Regions from separate parts of the Mus musculus genome. Here all the other regions are linked to region 1. Evidence: chromatin contacts called from public Hi-C, HiCAR-type, HiChIP or PLAC-seq and promoter capture Hi-C data. All regions are on one chromosome and are shown on one strand. The core of a region is the stretch at or near the end of the contact, and the rest is flanking DNA. Distances in the headings are between cores, read along the strand shown.

Region 1 (2,520 bases), core at 8-2,507:
AGCTGTGACACCCACACACAGAACAAGGAGCACTTCCCAAAGTGGAAGGAAAGTAAAACCAGGACGGATCCATTGGGAAGCCGCAGGCCTTGCTGGCTAGCAGACAAGTGGAAGAGAGTGATCAGGAGTGGCCCGAGAAATGCATGGTTATCTCAGGAGTCACTAGGGGCCAGGAGTTTCTTAACTAGAGAGAAAAGAAGTGTCCCCTTGATGCCTCTCTGGTTCCTGGATAAGTACTTCTGAGATGAAAGCAGAAGTGCTGAAGACCCAAGAAACGCGCACTTGCCCGCTTTAGTAAATAAAGGTCAGCAGTCTCATCAATAAAGTGTGCGCTTCTAACCACCACATGTTTCTACTGCTGTCTCTCTTCCCTAGAGGGAGTGGGAGGGAAGAGGGAAAGACAACAAACATTTTTTTATAAGAGTAAACAAACGCATCTGGTGTTTCGACACATTTCTTCCTCCAGCATCTCTGGACGATACAACAATCTGCATATTCAAAACGAAAATAAATAAATAAATGAATAAATAAATAAATAATTCATCCCGGAGCCCACAGAGAAATCTCATTTTCCTGCACACCCCTTTCCCCATCACACAGCAAAATGCAAAGAAACAACAAGTGGCGATGTTGGGTCTCGACGCAAATGCGACCCCTGCCCTATGTGGAAATCTGACACATGTCACCCTGGCCCCGCAGCGCGGAGCAGCAGGCTCTGGGGCGAAACTTTGCTGCGCGACCGGATCAGCGTGGAGCAAAGTCGCAGTCTGGCCGCGCGTGGCTGTGCTTGGGACAGGGTGGGGTGCGGAGTGCAGAGCGTCTGAGTGAGGGCGAAGAAACTTACCGCGATCGGGGACCCCGAGGGCAGCGTCCCAGGAGGTGGCACCCGCTGTGCACCCAGGCAGAAGCCCCGGAACAACACACCCACGCTCGAGTCCCGGCAGCCGCGGCCGCGAGTTCGGGGACACCAGGGGAGGGGGGACCCGAGGAAGCTGCGGCGGGAAGTCGCGGCCGCGGCATAAATGCCCTGGGCGGGCACTGACGGATGAACTGCTGGTGGCGCCGGGCTCCGGCCGGGACGAAGCTGCGGCCGGGGAGCTGCACGCGCCGGCGTGTCTCGCGCTTTCTCGGAGGCTCGCGCTGTCTCGCGCTGGCAGCTCCCCCCACAACCCGGATCTCTGTATGTATGTGTGTGTTGGTGTGTGTGTGTGTCTGTGTGTATGTGTGTGCGCGCGCGCTTGTATGTGTGTGTGTGTGTGTGCGTATGTGAGTGTATGTGTGCGTGCACCGGCGGGCGCGCGCACCCGGGCGCGCGCGCGAGTTGTTGGCGATGCAAACTATGCACACACTGAGAGCAGAGCAGCTTCTCCTATGAGGGGCGGGCAGGGGGAAGGGACCTCCTAGAACACTCTTAAGTACTGTTGGGGCACTTGTTTTGTCTTACTTTGCTAAGTTGGGGTTGTTGTTGTTGTTGATGATGATTATGATGATGATTTTTTTAAAGTGGTTTGAACTCCATCAATCTCTTCATGCCCCCCCCCCAACTTTTTCCAGAGATGGGAGAAATCGCGGGCCAGAATGTTGCTGGGCTTTGCGGTGGAGCCTCCTGGATGACGTCAGGTCCACCTGCTATGTAAACAACTTGCTAGAGAACTTGTTTGTTCTGCCCCGTTTCCCCCACCCCCACCCTTCTCCCCACCTCCAGCTCCGCCTCCTCCTGCCGCCCCAGACGGCGAGTCGGGGATGGGGGTGGGGAGGGAGGCGAGAACAAAACCGTATGCTGTATTGGCACAGCCGAGTTGTGTCTGCTGCTTCTTGGCAGTCCCCAAAGTACGTCCTCTCAGCAGACGGAGCTGCTGGCAAATGAAACAGGGGATTCCACGTGAAGTGCAGAAAACCTAGAAGGGATCCGAAGCCTTTGGTGGCAGGTAGTTAAAGCACAGAGTGTCACAGAGGGAGCCCGCGCCAACACAGCCACGCTGATTGGCCTTTCTCTCCTGTGTGTGCGCCTCTGCGGCCTGGATGGAGAGGCAGAACCTTTCTCACTCTTGGTTGTCGTGGCTCCTGTCTCACTTGGGGCCAGTACTGCTAGGGCTTCCATGTAGTCGCGCAGCCCAGGTCACCGAAGCGGGACTTGGAAAAAGAGATGGCACCACCAAGGTGTAATTTTGTTTTTAAAGTATGAGGCTTTGGGGACTGACTGGATCAATGACTAGGGAGAAAAAAATAACAGGAATGAAAGAAAAGTAGAAATTGCCAGAACCCGCTCGCAGTGCACTTCAAAGCTGTGTCCCCGGTGTTGGGGGATGCTCCGGCTCGGTTTCTGCCACCAGGTCCCTCCTCCACTGTGCGTGGTGCGACCTAGCTGGCTGGTCTGAGCAGGACCAAGAAAGAGATGACAGAGAAAGGGCCGGAGGAGATCAAGGCGGGCCCTGAAGGGTCTTGTGACTTGAATCTGGGAGGGTGTTTCTAAGATGCCCCTCTCCACCCTAGCTTGGGAAGGAAGTTCCTTCCTGCGGT
Region 2 (2,520 bases), core at 12-2,511, 2.8 Mb before region 1:
GGTCCACTTCCCACTGGTCCTCCATTTCCAGTTATGGTCATGGGAAATTCATTTCCAACCTTGGTATTGTAGACAATGCAAATTAAAATAACAGAAGACAGATATATGTGAATGTGTATCTATGTCTGTAAATAAGTCAGAACTGTAAAGACTTCCCAGCGTAGTGTGCAATAAAATTTGCAGACTCAAAGGGCTGTAAGCCTTCCTTCAACGTGCATTTTGTTTCTGAATTGTCTCTGGGGTGTCCTTAGCCTAAGTTTGCCCTCCTTGGTTTTTAACATCTGGGGTGGCCTGCTGCAAGTTTATCAGGACCACAGTCACCACATACATGCACACTTGTTTAGCCCCGCGCGCTTTAGAGAGGGCTCAGCCGAGAACAGGACAACTTCAGCTGGGGACGTCAGACATTCCAGATTCCCCGCGCGCGGTCCGCGTGTCCCCTCGACATTCCGTTGGGTGACCTGACACGTCATCCACGCTCCTAGAGGGACCTACGGACATGCCCTCCCCGTCCACACCACAGCGACACCCTCCGGGACAAGGCTCTCTCTCCACTCGCGCGCGCCCTCGGCCCGAGCCATGCGTGGGCCCTGGCGGCGCAGCCGGGAGCAGGACATGCCTCCTCGGCGCGGTTCGGACGCTCGAGCGCCGGCGAGACTCGCGAGCTCCCGGGGCTCGGCGGGGACCCGCGGGGACGGAAGGGGACACTCCGCGCGCGGGGGTGGGGGTGGGACTCGCGAAGGCCGCGGGGCTGCGGCGGCCACCTGAGGCGGCGCGTCCCGGAGCGCGCGTCCCCGCCGGCCGCGACCCCGCCGCGCGACTTTGCACTAACTTTCCCGGGGCGGGGGAGGGGCGGCCGAGCGGAGCCGGGCCGGGCCGGGCCGGGCCTGACCTGTGCTCAGGTTGTCGTTGATCCTCAGGGGCACCCTCAGGATGTAGACCAGGAAGAGCACGAGGAAGAACCACACGGTCCACAGATAGGTCCACGACCACACGATGCAGGACTTGAGCTGCTCCAGGAAGCCCGCGCCCGCCTCGGCCATCTTCCGGCGCTGCTACGGGCCGCCGCGGCGCTCGCTGTCGGCCGGGATGATTCACCCGCCCGAGGCACGGCTCGAGCCGCCGCCGCCGCCAGGGCCCGGCGTCCCCGGAGCTCGCCCGGCGCCCGGATGCGGCGGGAAAGCGCGCGGCCTGCGCTCCGAGCCCCCGCCGGTGGCCTTCGTGGAGCGGTCACGTGGGCCCGGTCCCTGCACTCTCCCGGGCCATTTATACTTCTTGTACTAGTATTTTAGGAGGACAGCCCGGGCGCCGCCGAGGGACCCACTGACGTAACAGCTCGCGGGTGTAGAGCGCTTCCGAGAGCCGGGCGTGCTCCACACACTTTGTAATGTCTGGGGGGGGAGCCTGCAACAGTTGCCAGGTCCTGGGGTGATAGACGGAGGGAAACTGAGGCCCAAAGCGTTCCTAGGTCTACCTTAAAGTGGAGTCAGAATTCGGTTGCAATCAAGATTTCCAGGACGTAAACAAGGTTTCCAGGAGTCTTAAAGCTGTGTCTCCCAGGACTGGGGCTTAAAGGTATCAATGAAATCCAGACGAGCTAGAAGAGATGCACTCCTGCTCATTAGGCCTGAAGAGAAATTTTGGTTCCCTTTGTACTAGCTTCTGCTATTTGTTTTGTTTTTCCCAAACAGCACGGTGAAGGGTTTTCCAGAGAAACTGACAACATACGTATTTCTTTTTCTTCCTATTTTCCAAGTGATCGCCATTCAAACAAGTCTTTACTCGTTTTGTTTTTGTTTTTAACATATAAGCAATTCCCTAGTTTAACTTTGGCGTACTTCATCAGAACCTAATGAAAAATGAATAAAAATAAAACCACATTATGAACATTTTCCCACGGTTAAATAAAATAGTATATTTTACACAAGGCTTTAGGTGCTAGCTCCGAGTCTGTTTCTTGACTTTTAATGTATTCAATGTTAAATGAAGCAAACGCAGACTTTCCCAACTATAACCAAGACATTAAAATTCATCACTGAACAGCTTACCTTATTATAATTTTTATATTGCTCATGATTAAGCTCAGAATGCATTACCTCAAAATGGGACACCTTGTGCTGGCGTGCTGGCTGCCTTGAATGGAAGGGAATTGGAAAGGCCTCAGAAGCAAGGTGTCTCTGAGCTCCTGTCCTTTTTTCATACCTTGTGTGTCCCCCAAAGCAAAGCCAGTTCCCGGAAACCAAAATTCCCCTACTTCAAGGTGCATTGTAGAAATCAGAATGCATCTCCCTCAGACTAAACTATAAAACATGGAAAGCTCGATCTTTTCTCCCTTCCCCCTCCTCCTTTGAAGCCCCTCATTCCAGGACACTCTACCTCAAAAACCTCCAGAAGAAAGAATGTTAGGGAGAGGCCAAGAATGTGGACATGCCGGCTTTGCGAGACCTTTCCCCTCAGCCTGTCACCTTCACGTTATTACCTGAACGAAAAGAGGTTTCTCAAATTCTTTCAGGCTTCATT
Region 3 (2,520 bases), core at 12-2,511, 2.7 Mb before region 1:
AAAGAAGATTTAAACTTGCAAATTCAACTGTTTAAATGTATTTCTTAGTCTGATACATTACATAGCTAATGACTGAAATGTAAACTTAAGGCGGGTCACAGTGCAAATATATAATATCCATGTTTATTAATTTTACTTATGTAATTCTTTTTTATTTTGAGCTTACAAAGTAATAGGTTTCCTTATGGTATTTTCATATCTTCTTACTTTGGGCTGATTCTCACTCCTGTATAAACCTTATTCTTAATCAGACAGACAAAATATAAAGATATGTTCATGTGATGATTTCCATGATATTTTGTTCCAATGACTTTTAAGTGAGCTGACTTATTTTAGGAAATGGTTGATTTATTAAGTCAGCATGCAAGGTAATGGGTTTTCCTATGGTATTTCATACATGTATGTCACTTTATTCCTATTTATCTCTCTCCCATTGTCTTACCCTATCCGTCCTTTAAAAATATTCCTGCCTTTTAAGAAATGTGGTATTCTTTGACATCTCCATCTATGTATATATGTGAACTGTCACCACCTAATTAACCTTTCTTATTCCCCCCCCCACTCCCACCAAACCTCTTCTTCTCAACAAGTGAACTCCTATTTCCATTTTGTTTTTTTTGTTGTTGTTGTTGTTGTTTTGTGACCACTGAATTTAACAATGGTTACCTGCATAAGTATCAGTGAGGGGTTGTTCACGGGGTCATGATTAACTTGTCTGTTTGGTTGTGAGCCTTAGCCTTGAAAGGCTGAGCCACCTCTCCCACCCATACCTAGAATATGAACAACTTAACAACTGATCTACAATTGGGAGGACAGAAGCAGGGTGGACTCTCATTGTCCCAGTAACCATTAATAGCCAGTAACTCCACAGGGTGGGTGGAACCTTAAGAGCCTCTCCCAATTCCATGATAGAGTTGTTGATGGTTCCAAGCTGGTGAATGTTTTGTGCACATCACAACAGCGTTAGCTTTCACTTGCCTGTCATTTGCATATTTTCTTTGGGAGTATGTTTTTTAATACCATTGGTCCACTTTTCATCTGGCTTGCATTCTTATTGGTTCAGTTTGAGGTCTAGTTTTCAAACTCTAGTTCTAACAATTCTTTGTTTCCTTGTGTGATTCTATGACTATAGTTCATAGATGGTGATTCTCCTGATTAAACCAGCCATTGCGAGGCATGCTTTAATCAAGTTTCTCCGGTCTCTGCCCATCCCTTCCTTGGCACTGGAGAAAACTCTTAGGTTTTACTTTCACTTCTCTCATACAGATGATAATGAGAGTGAAAGAAAGGGGGGAGGGGCAGGGAGCTTGGGGGGAGGGGAACACTTGCTTAGTCATGTAATTTAAGGCGTGTATCAAGGTATCCCAATATCTTATGTACACAAAATAAATGCTAAATGTATTTGTGTTAATCGTAGTGAAAAAGAAATCTGAAAGTTATGAAGTGCGTGGGATTGGCCACAATAAATGTCTTTAATCAAGGCAACGGCCCCACAGAATTGAATTATTTTGCAGTTGTGTGTATAATGGGAGCTGTTCTGGAAAGCAAAACAGTGGTTAACCTAGAATAGCTCAGGAGAATTCACTGTAGCTCAGATTTGTATGCTAAGCAAGCAGCAAGCTCCAGCAGATCTGAGAGGGGAACAAAAGACTGATGTTCAAGTCTCAGAGGCAGGCTGCATTTCATAAAAATGACCCCCATTTTCCTGAGCTTATTTTCCCATGTAAAGTCCTAGTGTCAGCTAACCAGGGAGTTTTGGGGAAACAGGGATTCTGTGTCTTTAGAAACTACATGCATATTTTTTATTGCAACTTCAGAACTGTCTTCATCATTATCAGGAGCCTACTGGGAGATGGGAAAGGCCTTCTGTGGCTTTCTCCCGCTGGGTTGGAGAAGAGTAGCAAGGGAGGGAAGTGAGCAGAAAGAGGGAAGTGTTGTGTTTCCCTCCCCCGCTCTGGAGCCCACACAAAAGGGAAACTGGAGTTCCCAGGCTGAGCAAGCAAAATTACAGGCGAGACTTGGGGTTCCAGAAAGGCCTTGCACCAGTTTAAACAGAATTTTGAGCATCCAGGTATCTTTAACCCTAGTTCATGCAAATCCTAGGGACCTGCAAAGCCATCCCCAAGTAGGTAGAGGGGTGTTGAGACTTATATCCAAGAGGCAGAATGAAGATGGTAAGATGTTCAGAACATAATAACTAAAATGAGAGTTTGCTTGAGCATCTGAGAGAGATTATTTATAGCCTCAGTCATATTTTGGCTTCGTTTTTTAAGAGTTTTCTCTGGAGATGGATGTAGCTCAGTGGAAGGCGTGTGCTTGGCATGCATAACGTCCTGAGTTCAACTTCAGAAGTAAATAAGGAATGAGGGGGAAGACACAGCTTTGGGATTCTAGGGAAATAAAGCCCTTCTGGAGACTAGTTTTACTAGTTGAGTAGTAGAGTTGAGGCCTAACAAATAATTGAAGCAGCCAATTGATTGACAGGGCCAGGGGCATGAAGATGTAAAGAGATGTAGAGGA
Region 4 (2,520 bases), core at 14-2,513, 2.6 Mb before region 1:
TCTCCATGCAGAGGAAATTCATTAGTCAGCTATAATAGTTGAGCTATAAAGGAAAATAACGTTCTGCTGAATCCATTTGCATGGCAATGTGTGTGTGTGTGGCTGGCTGCTGGAAGCGACAGAATAAACCTCCACCCAATGCTACAAAATGCTGACAGTCTTCCTAAAATTCTGTCTATATTCTATCCAGTTACAGCGTTTACAATCTCCTCATAGTCATGGACCGTTTTAACTTGGCCATTAGAGCCTCCTGATTATTTTGCTTAAGAAAGTTGACAATTTTTCATTCTGCCCCAGAGCTGCTTTGAACAGAAGCCTGTGATAAGGGAAAAGCCACTGGACGAGCATTCATGCGTGAGCCCCTAGAACCCCTGCCAACTGCCAAATTAGCAAATGGCTCTTCTAAACATAAAAAGGTAGGAAATGGGAAACCACAGTTTGGAATAAATTCTGCATTGTACTTTCTTTGGTCTTTTAATAATTACACCGCTACTAGCCAGACTACCTGACCTCTGGTTATAATGTATTTCACCTCCACTGAGTCCCAGGAAAAAAAAAAGATAAAGTGGGATAGAAAATGATGGATCACACCCTCCGTGTGTTTGCCAGGAATAAAAAATTCAGACCATCCCAGAAACACCTGCCCTTGAGAAAGACACCCCCACCCCCTCCTCGCGCGCTCCCTCAAGGCAGATAAAGCAAGACTAGGAACAAGGAAATAGCTGGGCTCAAACCTTGCCGGCTGTATCACCCTGGACAGGGTGACCGATCCCTTCTGTAAGGGCTGAGTCAGATCCCAGAGGTGAAACTTGCAGAGCTACAGCAGCCCTGGAGCACCTAATGCTCTTGGCGCCCCTGAGTCACACAGGTGGCCGTCAACAACACTCCTTCTAAAGCGACAAGCTCAATTCTAGTTTGCACCTCCCCGACCCCATACCTTCAGTTTCCTAAGCCCCCGGGCTCGCACCCACCTCGGTGGTCTTGTCCTCCAGAGCAGTAGCCAGTTCCCTTAGTGGAACAAAGAAAGCAGAGGGGCTGGGAGAGGCTGGGTGCCTGATCGACGCGGCTGGAGTTTGTACCTTGGGGTGCCCGGAGCGCGCGGCGCCGAAGTCAGCCGGCTGGGGACCACCCGCGCGCTCCGCCCTTCTCCAGCGAGTCAGCGGTCGCCCAGCATCTGGCTCCGCACAGGGTCACCCGGGCTCGGACGCTGCGGGCGGCGAGGCCGTCCGGGTCACCTGCGGCCCGGGCCGAACCCCGCCGAGCGCCCTCGGACTGCTCCGCCCCTTCCCACACGCGCCCTGCCCGGCCCGTGACTCAGCCGGGCAACAGCGGCGCCCGGGCGCGTCCGGGCTGGAGGCGAAGAGACCCGGGTACCCGCCCCAGCACGTGTCTGTTCGTCCCTGTCGCTCTAGGTTTGTCCCCAACGGTCCCTCCTGGGGCCCGAGATGGGGACTGGCACCACCCTTGGAGGGTTGGGGGGGGGGGGGTTGGCGTCCCCGCCCTTCCCGCAGCCAGTACGCTTAGCCCGGGGGGTCGCACTTCCTCAAGCCCCGCCCCACCCCCCGCCCTCGGCAAGGTGAAACTTTCTAGGTGGAGAAGTTTCCCTCTCCCCAGCTATGCGCTTTCTCTTCCTCCTCCAGTTCTGGAGTCTGAAGCCAGCGCAGAGGGAGATCAGTGGCCCCGAGTCTCCCCCTCCTGGTGCTCCAAAGTCACCCGCGCAAAGCGCACGCACCCCCTGGCGCACCCCGGAGCTGCAGCCTCTCTCACGCCCGAGGTGGCGGCCCCGCACTCACCCGCGTGGACAGAGATCTAGGCGCCACGGAAACAAGGCGCTCATTGTCACAGACAATGTTGGGAGTGCATGGACGGATTGTCCCAATGATTTCATTTTGCAATCATTATCCCCCTAGTATAATTTCTCAGATTTCTGGAAGAACCCCAGGAGTTTAACCCAGGGGAGGCTTCTGGTTAATTTTCACTTTTTTTTCCTCATAGCTGGACACAGGGTAATTAAATAGACAAATGGACACAAGGCGGTTACATAGACAAATAGCAACTAACAAATCCAACACATAAGTTCAAATCTCGAATATTAAAAGAAATTGAAAAGGATTTACTTAGGAAGATTCGTTTATTAGAATCGTTTCTAAAATTTTGCATTTCCCTACAAGGATACAATAAGGTGAAAGGATCTAAGGAATCCATTGCCTTTTAGAATAGGAGTTCTTTCCAATTGTCAGAAGAGCTGATTCGATAATGGACATAGAGGTATGTATAGAAGTAACTTTGAGAGTCATTCAAGCCACAGCCACTATACAGGTGCAGGGGACACGTCTTACACACAGAGCAAAGACAAGGAAGGTCTCATACATTTCTTATAACTGCGCTATGTATGTGTTCAGTACATTACCAGACACTAGACAGAGCTATTTCAGTCCCAAGAGCAGTTTACCTCACCACTCCTCAGTTTGATGGAAAAGGAAAGTTCCTATTACAGTTTTGGAGGCCTGCACGGAATCA
Region 5 (2,520 bases), core at 14-2,513, 2.4 Mb before region 1:
CCTCCTGCTCCCCACGGCTCTCGGCCCTGACTCCCCAGCCCAGGGGCTGGGGTTCCCGTTCCTCCTCCTCTGTATTCCTTCTCTCCGCCAGACCTATGACCCCACAACCTCACCTGCTCCGTGGTCCCTCTCTTAACCCTTAACACTGTCCTAAGGTCCCTTTCAACATTATCAAGATCACTCTGGACCAAACTGACAGACGTAATGGTCCCATCTTCACTGTCCCTCCGTGCTTCTTCCTTGCACCTGCCACAGCCCCTACCCCCTTTTAAAACCCACCTTTACTCCCTGGTTTTTCTTAGGCCGTGGGGGTGAATAAGTGGCTCACAATCTAACATACTTCTTTAGGCTGAGGCATGTGCCAAGACCTGTCACCCCCACCCCCATGCCCCAGAGGACATGCCATCTGAAGAACTGCCTGACCCACCCTTACTTAGATCACTCTCAGGCTGTCTACTCCAAGCTGAATCGTAGCCCTATTTGGGAACCGGGGTCTCCACGTTTAGTCCACCTGAGTGCCAAGAAGGAGTTGACAATGGCGGTGGTACTTGTGAGGGAGGAAGGAGGCTTCCCCCACCTCGGAACTCCCCCCGCCCGGGCCTCTCAGGGGCAGAAAAAACTATTGAAGTTCTCGAGAACTTCGCTAAGTGCAATACACGCATGCCGCTGCCCAAGCCAGCCACTTTAGGCTCCTGGGGGGTTGGGGTGGGGGGACACTGTCCAAATGAATCTCCTTCCCCCGAACACACACACACACACACACACACACACACACACACACACACACACACACACACACACACTGAGCAGCAGCCCTAAGCCTCCCAGTAGGTACGGGCTGGACCGCAGTGGGGTCTCGCGAACGTGTCATCTGGAAAACTTTTCTAAGTCTGGCAGACCGGGTCTCCTTCTTTCCCCTTTTGGCTCCATTGGTCTCCTCTCCAAAAGGAAGCCCTAAGACATTCCTAGCTTTTCACCTCCCCACCCAGCCCATTCCTCCAAGGTGCCAGCTCGAGTGCCGCGAAGGTGGAGAGCGGGCTGGGGCGAGGAAAGCAGTCCGAGCATTTGGAGTGGAAGATAGCAAAAGCAGGCACTTTGGAGCCCTCACCCAAGCCTACCTCGGAGTCTACGTATTTGCCCCCAGACATGCTGGCGCGTGGCTGGCTGCAGGCTCTGAGGAGGTTTCCCTGGGCTGTGATTTAAGAGAACTGAGGAAGGAAGATCTTGTATTGTATAGAGGGGGGAAAGGCGCTGGCGGGGGGCGGTGGCTGGGAGGGAGCCTCTTGGCTGTTCGCCAGGGGTTTGTTCTGCTCTCAGTTGGCTAGGACGTGCTCTGCGCCGGGTCTAGGCACATCCCCAAGGTTCTGGCAGCAGAGGGCGGGGAGTGCCGGCGGGGAGCTGAGAGCCTGTGAGAAAGCCTTCATCAGAGCTAGGCAGTTTGGGCAGATATTTTAGACTCGAGGCAACGTTTTCCCAGCTATAAACCTACAGAGAGGCATCCAGGGGAGAGCGCGTGTTTTCCCAGTGCATCATCTCAGCAGGGGTGGAGGGAGCCCAAGAGTCTGCAGAGATGCCCAGTATGGGCATCCGGCTCTGCAGAAAGAATTCTGCCCTGTCCTAAGCTGCCTCCCCTCCCAATTCGCCCACGTAGAACTGATCTGTCTCCTTGTTTCACAGAGAAAGATATAGAAGCGAGATGGCTGGGAACCTGAGGGAACATTTTTTTTTTTTTTAAATATAAACACAACGAAGCAATCTGTGTGGGCGCCTCTGCAATAAAGAAAATGAAATCCCTACCAGCAGGTTATACAGTAACCATAAGCACTTTGAGTATTTTCAACTGCAGAAAATTTTACTTAGAGGTTCAAGCTTGTTACTAGAGAGTTTTTTGTTTTTGTTTTTGTTTTTTTTGTTTTTTTTTTTTTTCTTGGCTCAAGATCGACGAGTTCGAACCCAGGGCTTTGTGTATTCTGCCTGGAGATTAAACACTCTACCACTGAACTACATCCTCTGCCATAGAGGATCCAAGCGCAGGAATATGTGCTTGACTGTGAGAGAATGTTTTTTGTTTGTTTGTTTGTTTGTTTTATTTTTTGACAAAGTAGTTTTTCTTTTTAAGTTAACAACTAAAATATCAGTTTCAAAAGCTGGCCAGCCTCCTTTGTCTTATTGTAAGGAAAAATAAGATAAACTATAGTTGCTTTTTACTAAAGGAAAGAGTAACTAATTAGAGACAGTAACTAAGCAGTTTACTCCCCACCACCTCAAGGATGAAAGGAAATTTTTACCTAAGCATTCCTATGCAAACACTCCCAATGCACACTGGAAAGGACAGAGAGTACATTTTTAAAATTGTTTCCAAGAAGCAGGAGCACGGGCTCATGAGAAGGATGAAGAGGAATCCCAGGGCTTGAAAACAGATAAAATGGAACCCTGAAAGAACTGATCATCTAGCTGGAAAGAAGACCTGAAAAGACCAGTAACCTGGGTCCCCGGCTGATAGGGAAGCAATTGTTAATT
Region 6 (2,520 bases), core at 13-2,512, 2.4 Mb before region 1:
GTCAATGAAAGGAGGAAAGGACCTGCCCAGAACCACAGGCACGAGTCACAACAGGCCCTGGAGAGAGCAGCCTATGACAGGAAGTGGCCTTCCAGCCCCCACCTCCACACTCAGCTCAGCCTTCTGCATGGAAGGAAAAATCACACCCAGGAAAGAGGCCCTTGCTTCCTTCTGTTTAAACTCTCAGCCGGGACTATTATTCTAAAGAAAGCACACTGCCCTTCAAGATTTCTCAGGTCTTGTTACCCTTGGGAACTAATGTAAGCGTTTTCTCTGCAAATGGGCCCTGGGAAATAGGAAGAGCAGAGAGCAGGTGGCAAAAACTTCTGTAAGCTTCAGAATCAACCCATGTGTCCCCTCTCACCAGATGTGCAGACAGCTGAGGGTAGCAAACAGGATACCCGCAATGAAGGCCAAGGGGATGGCCAGAAATACGGTCAGGAACTTGTACATCACATATTTGCTGATTTCAAAGAGAGCATGGCTGCAGATCCACACTTTGTCAAAGGAGTGTGTAGTCTCAGGCTCTGCAATCAGATCCTCGAAGCCTAGCTGCAGAGACAAGATGCAAGGACTCATGACGTCATCCAACCTGTCGGGGATAGGGTCGGGGTGGGGAGGGAACGAAGTTGGTGGGGGTGGGGGGTGTGGTGGCAGAAGCACTCTAAGAAGGGGAAGTCCGAAGGAAAGGCGACCTGGCTAGAGTATCTTCAGCTTTTCTTAGAGTGACACTGGGCACACAGGAGTTGGACACTGTGTGGCTGTTCAGGGAGCCTGAAGGCTGTGGGACCAGGGCAGAGTGCCAATGGAACCAGCATTAGCAATGGGACCAACCCCCACTGTTGGGGAGAAGGTCAAGAGTCATCCTCCTGCAGCATACAAGGGACCCTTAGCAGCCTCCAGCCTAGATGAGTGATAGCCCAGCCTGAAACTCACCTTGAGATGAGAGTTGAGCTGGTGAGGATCCCGGTCGTGACTCGAGTCAACATACTTCTCAGGATCTGCGTAGTCAACGCCACTGTGGTGGCTGTAGGCGTCATCGGCCATGAAGAGCTGCACATCGGCCTTCTCGGTCTCCAGCCCCATCGTGGCTGGCGTTGCAAGAGTGGCTCGGTCGTTCGGTCCCTAGGCAGCCCTGCCTCCCCTTCCCGTGGCGCTCAGCCCCGCCCCGCCTGGCTTCGCCCTGCCTAGCCTCGGGCTGCCCGGGCGGCGGCCGCTTCCCGCTGCCGGTTCCCGCTCCCAGCCTTGGCTGGCCGAACCCCGCCCCGCCCCGCCGGGCCTGCGGGGAGGGAGGGCACCTCTCCAGTTGTTTGCCAAAGCCCCAAGGAGCCCGGGGAACCGGCTCGATGAGTCATCTCCTGGCTTGGTGAAGCCGGGCAAAGCAGACCTCCCGGGCCACTTGGCTTGCAGTCCGAACAGGGATGCTTAAAGGCAGACAGATTGGTCAGGGAGGTGTGTGTACTGGAAGAAGGTCTGGAGGTGCTAGGGGGCAAGCATTAGGGAAGTCTACATGCATCTACTGGTTGGATTAGAGTTGTGGCACCTGCTCCTCAGAGCTATCCTGAGAGAATGAGATGTTAATTCCTAACTTTTACTTGGTCCCCAACTCACAGCAAGCATTGTAGCTGAATCGTGAGGCTAAGGCGTACCTTGTTGATAGATAATGGACTGCAGCAGCCCTTTCGTTTTGTTTTTGTTTCCCCAGAGTTGGTTATGTAAGTTGTTATAGGAGTTTGTTGCCATCATACCCCAAGGATAGGTCTGCTCTTCTGCCTCCAAACTACAACTAACTTTGGATTTTCCCTTAAATCAGGATTTTGTTCAAAGACTGCAGGAACTAATGCCGTGCAGACAGGTCTGTAATGCCATCGTAGGAGCAGCATAAACAAGCATATAACTACATCATGGTACATGGATAAGCCCGCTGACCATTCTCTCAAGAGCTTCAGTAGGGAGGAGTTGGCATAAAGAGTTTGCCATCTGGTAACCTAAAACTTTGCCTGCGCGAAATAGGAACTTGGTGAGTATAGATATGGAATGATGCTTTCAGTTTGCCCAGACCCCAAACTATAGTACCAAAGAATGGGCATTGCTCTGGACAGCCGGCTTTAGAGCCTGCTGCACAAATCAAATCCCTTGTAGGAAATGGATTTGAAGGTTTCTTTGGAAAAGGAAAGGCTATTTGGGGAGTAATACAAGTTACAAAACAACCAACTAAACAACCTGGGAACTGATCGGAGAACATATTTGGAAGGCAAAACTCTAAATGTCATAGTTGAATAGGGAGTGTATCTTCTTCCACTGCAGTGTGTGGGTCATCATGTCAGTAATGCAGAATGGCGCAGGGTTGAATCCCACGTCCTGGAGGCTTCTTCTCTCGCCCCCTCACCGAGTCCCGTTACTCAAGCTTCCCCCTCCCCCTGATTATACTTTTCCTTCCTGGTTTTATTTAAATCCTTTTTAATTCGAAGGGGTGGTATAGGCCTTACACTCACTGTTTTCTCAGCACTTCACCATCCT
Region 7 (2,520 bases), core at 15-2,514, 2.2 Mb before region 1:
AACCAAAACACACGTTAAAAGAATAAATATCAAACAGGAAGAGACTAGAAAGAATCTTCTATTTCCTGTTCTTCCCTTCCCTTCTGAGTGTTGATTTTAATCAGAAGAGACCAAGGAACTGTTTCCTAGGTTCAAATTTTTATTTATCAACAGCTTCCTAAACCTCATACCATATATTTGCATACGATTTGAAACCTTCAATTCTGGCACAAAATAGAAATTCCCTTTTAGAAGATGAACCTGCAACTGCAAAGCCGCAGAAGAAAGTTTCCTCAACTTGGCTTTCTTACTGTGCACAACTTCCTTCCTTATTTGAAAAATGACCAACTAACTTAAATTCACTTGAAAGAAAACAGGCGCAATTCCCGAGAACAAGACCTTTAAGGTCGAAAGTTACAATAGAATGTGACGTCAGCATTCTTTTGAGTCATAGTCTGGTCCCCACCTCTTTCTCCCAGGCGACCTGAGAGACCTAATCTCGGAGCTCCTCAGGTAGGGCCTTTATAGCCTGGACACCAGGAGCAGCCAGGAGGGTGCTCCGCAGGCGGGGCCGCTGAGCACCTGCAATGACCGCTGTTTGTGCCTGGCTGCCAAACGGCATTTTCTTTTGAGAATTAACTCCGCAAGAAGGAGACAGTGTTTTGGCACTCAAGCCATAAGTGAAACACATACACATCCCCCAAAAGTCATCACTTCAGAAGTTATCAGCAGGCGCGGGTGTGAAGGAAGTGTCACCAGTCAGCAGCCACTTTAGAGCGCCTGGGGCAGCCAGACTGCAGGGGAGGAGGATGTCAAAGCCACATCACTGAATCACACAGGCTCCCCAGAGCGCTGCTTCCCCAGGCAGGAAGCGGTGTCAGCCACCACCTCGCCTAAGACTTCGCCCAGGGCTTGGGGGAAGGCGTGGCCGAAAGGTTTTCCGAAAAGTTTCAGGCGCAGAGACAGCGAGTTGCAGGGTCCCGCTCCGCAGCGACAGTCACCCAAGGGATCGGGGTCCGGGGAGTCATCCTCCAGCCGCACCCACCGGGTCTGGTCCCGGAACCCGGACCAGCTCCCGCGCTCAGGTGAGGCGACCACGCCCGTCGCCCGCCCCACTCACCTTCTTCATTTTGGTTTCCAGGTCCATACTGGGCGTCGGAGGGGCTCAGTCCCGCGTCCGCGATCTCCGCTGCGGGAACTCCGGCGCCGCTGCCGCTGCTACTCAGCATGGGCACTCGAACTTCCGCAGCCCGGTTCGGCAGCGGCTGGGACCTGGAACAAAGAGGCCCTGGCAGCCAATGGCAGCGGGGCAGTGCCGGGTAGCGGCCAATCAGCGCGCGCCGCACGCACCTTCGCAGCCAGAGCGTGCCGCTAGCAAGGTGAGGGGCGGGGCCGCGAGGGGCGGGGCCCTGCGGAGTTCCCTGGGCGCACCGACTTAGTTTCTTCAAAGCCTTGCACCCACTGGACTTCTGTGGGGCCATCCTTTCCTCCAGCTGAAGAGCAGACCCATACCTTTACATTTCGGTAGTTGTACTTGTGTGTCCGAGGACTTTTCAAGCAGGCCAAGAGGAGTGAGTGACCCTCCCAGTACCAACTTCTTGGCTGATTTCAGAGACAAAAAGAAGTCATGGAGCTCCTTGGGCATCCCAGAGATGAGCACGGGCCCTGGTTTCACTATTGAATGGTGGAGATGTCCATTTCTCCAATGCTTTCTCTAGAGTCCTGTGCACTTCCAAGGAAGCTTCTCTCACATCGTTGATGCCCATCAAGACTACCACTATATTGTTTTGTGAGCACTCAACACTAAAAAGCAACGGGAGGCTCACAGCAACTACTGCAGAAGTAAGTGGTGTCCTTGTTTGGGAAACAGGGTTCCCTTTTTGGACCTACTAAGTGGGAAAAAGGCGAGCTGCTCTTGCTTCTCGTGAAGTCTAGTTTCAAACTGCGGTCTCACAGAAGCCTGGGCCACCAAGAACCCATTCTATCTTTTCTTTCAATAGCTATTGCGGAAAGAACCTCATCTTGGATTGTTGGGGCGTGGAGGACCCTAGGGATTAATTTACTTCATACATCTTGCAAGGATCTGTAGGCCCCGAAGTACAGGCACCTCTCAGATACAACATATTGGGAACAGAGCTTGAGTCCCAGTAAATTGGGGGGACAGGGGGTGTGAGTTAATTATGCATCTATGTGTGAGCATGCCTACTTTTGAGAGCAGGTTCACTTAGAGCCCAGAATAAGTAGAATCTTCTGAGGTTGGAGTTCCAGGCCGCCGTGAGGCCCCTGCCTTGGGGGATGGGAACTGAAATCAAGTCCTCTGCAAGAGCAGCAGGAGCTTTTAACAACAGAACCATCTCTCTAGCCCGAAGTAATTTTATTCAGTTCCTACTACATAGAAATTGTTGATGGCTAGGTATCTGGTGATCTCCTAGTCCAGCGTCTACATATGCATATGTATATATGTTTTCCTCTATATGCACGTGATATTAAAAATAAAATCTCCATATAATGCAGATACTTGGGTCGAGATGTTTCATTTTA

Evidence for each region. Promoter capture Hi-C pulls out the DNA fragments that hold promoters and counts their contacts. Hi-C and Micro-C count contacts between places; a contact is called where the count stands out from the background. HiCAR-type assays count read pairs that join an accessible place to other places. HiChIP or PLAC-seq counts read pairs in DNA pulled down with a chosen protein or histone mark.
Region 2: a contact with region 1 is called in a HiCAR-type map of astrocytes, with 6 times the contacts expected there. The contact joins the promoter of St7 here to the promoter of Foxp2 in region 1. A contact is called at or near these places in 1 of 39 promoter capture datasets (hippocampal neurons) and 1 of 115 datasets of contacts at active chromatin or transcription factors (astrocytes).
Region 3: a HiCAR-type map of astrocytes shows a contact between it and region 1, with 7 times the contacts expected there. The contact joins the enhancer-like site here to the promoter of Foxp2 in region 1. A contact is called at or near these places in 3 of 39 promoter capture datasets (cranial neural crest, hippocampal neurons and liver) and 2 of 115 datasets of contacts at active chromatin or transcription factors (astrocytes and embryonic forebrain).
Region 4: a contact with region 1 is called in a HiCAR-type map of astrocytes, with 5 times the contacts expected there. The contact joins the promoter of Met here to the promoter of Foxp2 in region 1. A contact is called at or near these places in 5 of 39 promoter capture datasets (cranial neural crest, hippocampal neurons, liver and 2 more), 2 of 115 datasets of contacts at active chromatin or transcription factors (astrocytes and embryonic forebrain) and 1 of 9 other capture datasets (liver).
Region 5: an H3K4me3 HiChIP or PLAC-seq map of embryonic forebrain shows a contact between it and region 1, with 8 times the contacts expected there. The contact joins the promoter of Cav1 here to the promoter of Foxp2 in region 1. A contact is called at or near these places in 4 of 39 promoter capture datasets (embryonic stem cells, hippocampal neurons, liver and 1 more), 1 of 484 Hi-C or Micro-C datasets (embryonic stem cells), 2 of 115 datasets of contacts at active chromatin or transcription factors (astrocytes and embryonic forebrain) and 1 of 9 other capture datasets (embryonic stem cells).
Region 6: a contact with region 1 is called in a promoter capture Hi-C map of embryonic stem cells, with 8 times the contacts expected there. The contact joins the promoter of Cav2 here to the promoter of Foxp2 in region 1. A contact is called at or near these places in 6 of 39 promoter capture datasets (cranial neural crest, embryonic stem cells, hippocampal neurons and 3 more) and 1 of 115 datasets of contacts at active chromatin or transcription factors (astrocytes).
Region 7: a contact with region 1 is called in a Hi-C map of LSK cells, with 5 times the contacts expected there. The contact joins the promoter of Tes here to the promoter of Foxp2 in region 1. A contact is called at or near these places in 6 of 39 promoter capture datasets (3T3-L1-derived adipocytes, cranial neural crest, liver and 2 more), 1 of 484 Hi-C or Micro-C datasets (LSK cells) and 4 of 115 datasets of contacts at active chromatin or transcription factors (astrocytes, embryonic forebrain, embryonic hindbrain and 1 more).

The regions. Positions count from the first base shown.
Region 1 is chr6:14,900,086-14,902,605 of GRCm38.p6, reverse strand. Foxp2 (forkhead box P2) reads right to left here and starts at 1,257. Exons shown (of 19, transcript NM_053242.4): 1 at 845-1,257.
Region 2 is chr6:17,692,735-17,695,254 of GRCm38.p6, reverse strand. St7 (suppression of tumorigenicity 7) reads right to left here and starts at 1,261. Exons shown (of 16, transcript NM_001289624.1): 1 at 893-1,261. The coding sequence starts at 1,043.
Region 3 is chr6:17,628,687-17,631,206 of GRCm38.p6, reverse strand. No RefSeq gene overlaps it. Among named protein-coding and RNA genes, the nearest start is that of Capza2, 7.1 kb to the left of the region's middle. Within about 2 kb of position 1,261, at least 92 of the 459 cell types and tissues checked have an H3K27ac peak or open chromatin away from gene starts, as enhancers often do. A contact at or near this core is called in astrocytes and liver, where this site is marked.
Region 4 is chr6:17,462,700-17,465,219 of GRCm38.p6, reverse strand. Met (met proto-oncogene) reads right to left here and starts at 1,263. Exons shown (of 22, transcript NM_008591.2): 1 at 972-1,263.
Region 5 is chr6:17,305,078-17,307,597 of GRCm38.p6, reverse strand. It overlaps Cav1 (caveolin 1, caveolae protein), which reads right to left and starts at 1,263. Exons shown (of 3, transcript NM_007616.4): 1 at 1,119-1,263. The coding sequence starts at 1,148.
Region 6 is chr6:17,279,927-17,282,446 of GRCm38.p6, reverse strand. Cav2 (caveolin 2) reads right to left here and starts at 1,262. Exons shown (of 3, transcript NM_016900.4): 1 at 937-1,262; 2 at 365-552. The coding sequence starts at 1,086.
Region 7 is chr6:17,063,893-17,066,412 of GRCm38.p6, reverse strand. It overlaps Tes (testis derived transcript), which reads right to left and starts at 1,264. Exons shown (of 7, transcript NM_207176.3): 1 at 1,100-1,264. The coding sequence starts at 1,126. It overlaps Gm15473 (predicted gene 15473), which reads left to right and starts at 826. Exons shown (of 2, transcript NR_167659.1): 1 at 826-1,821.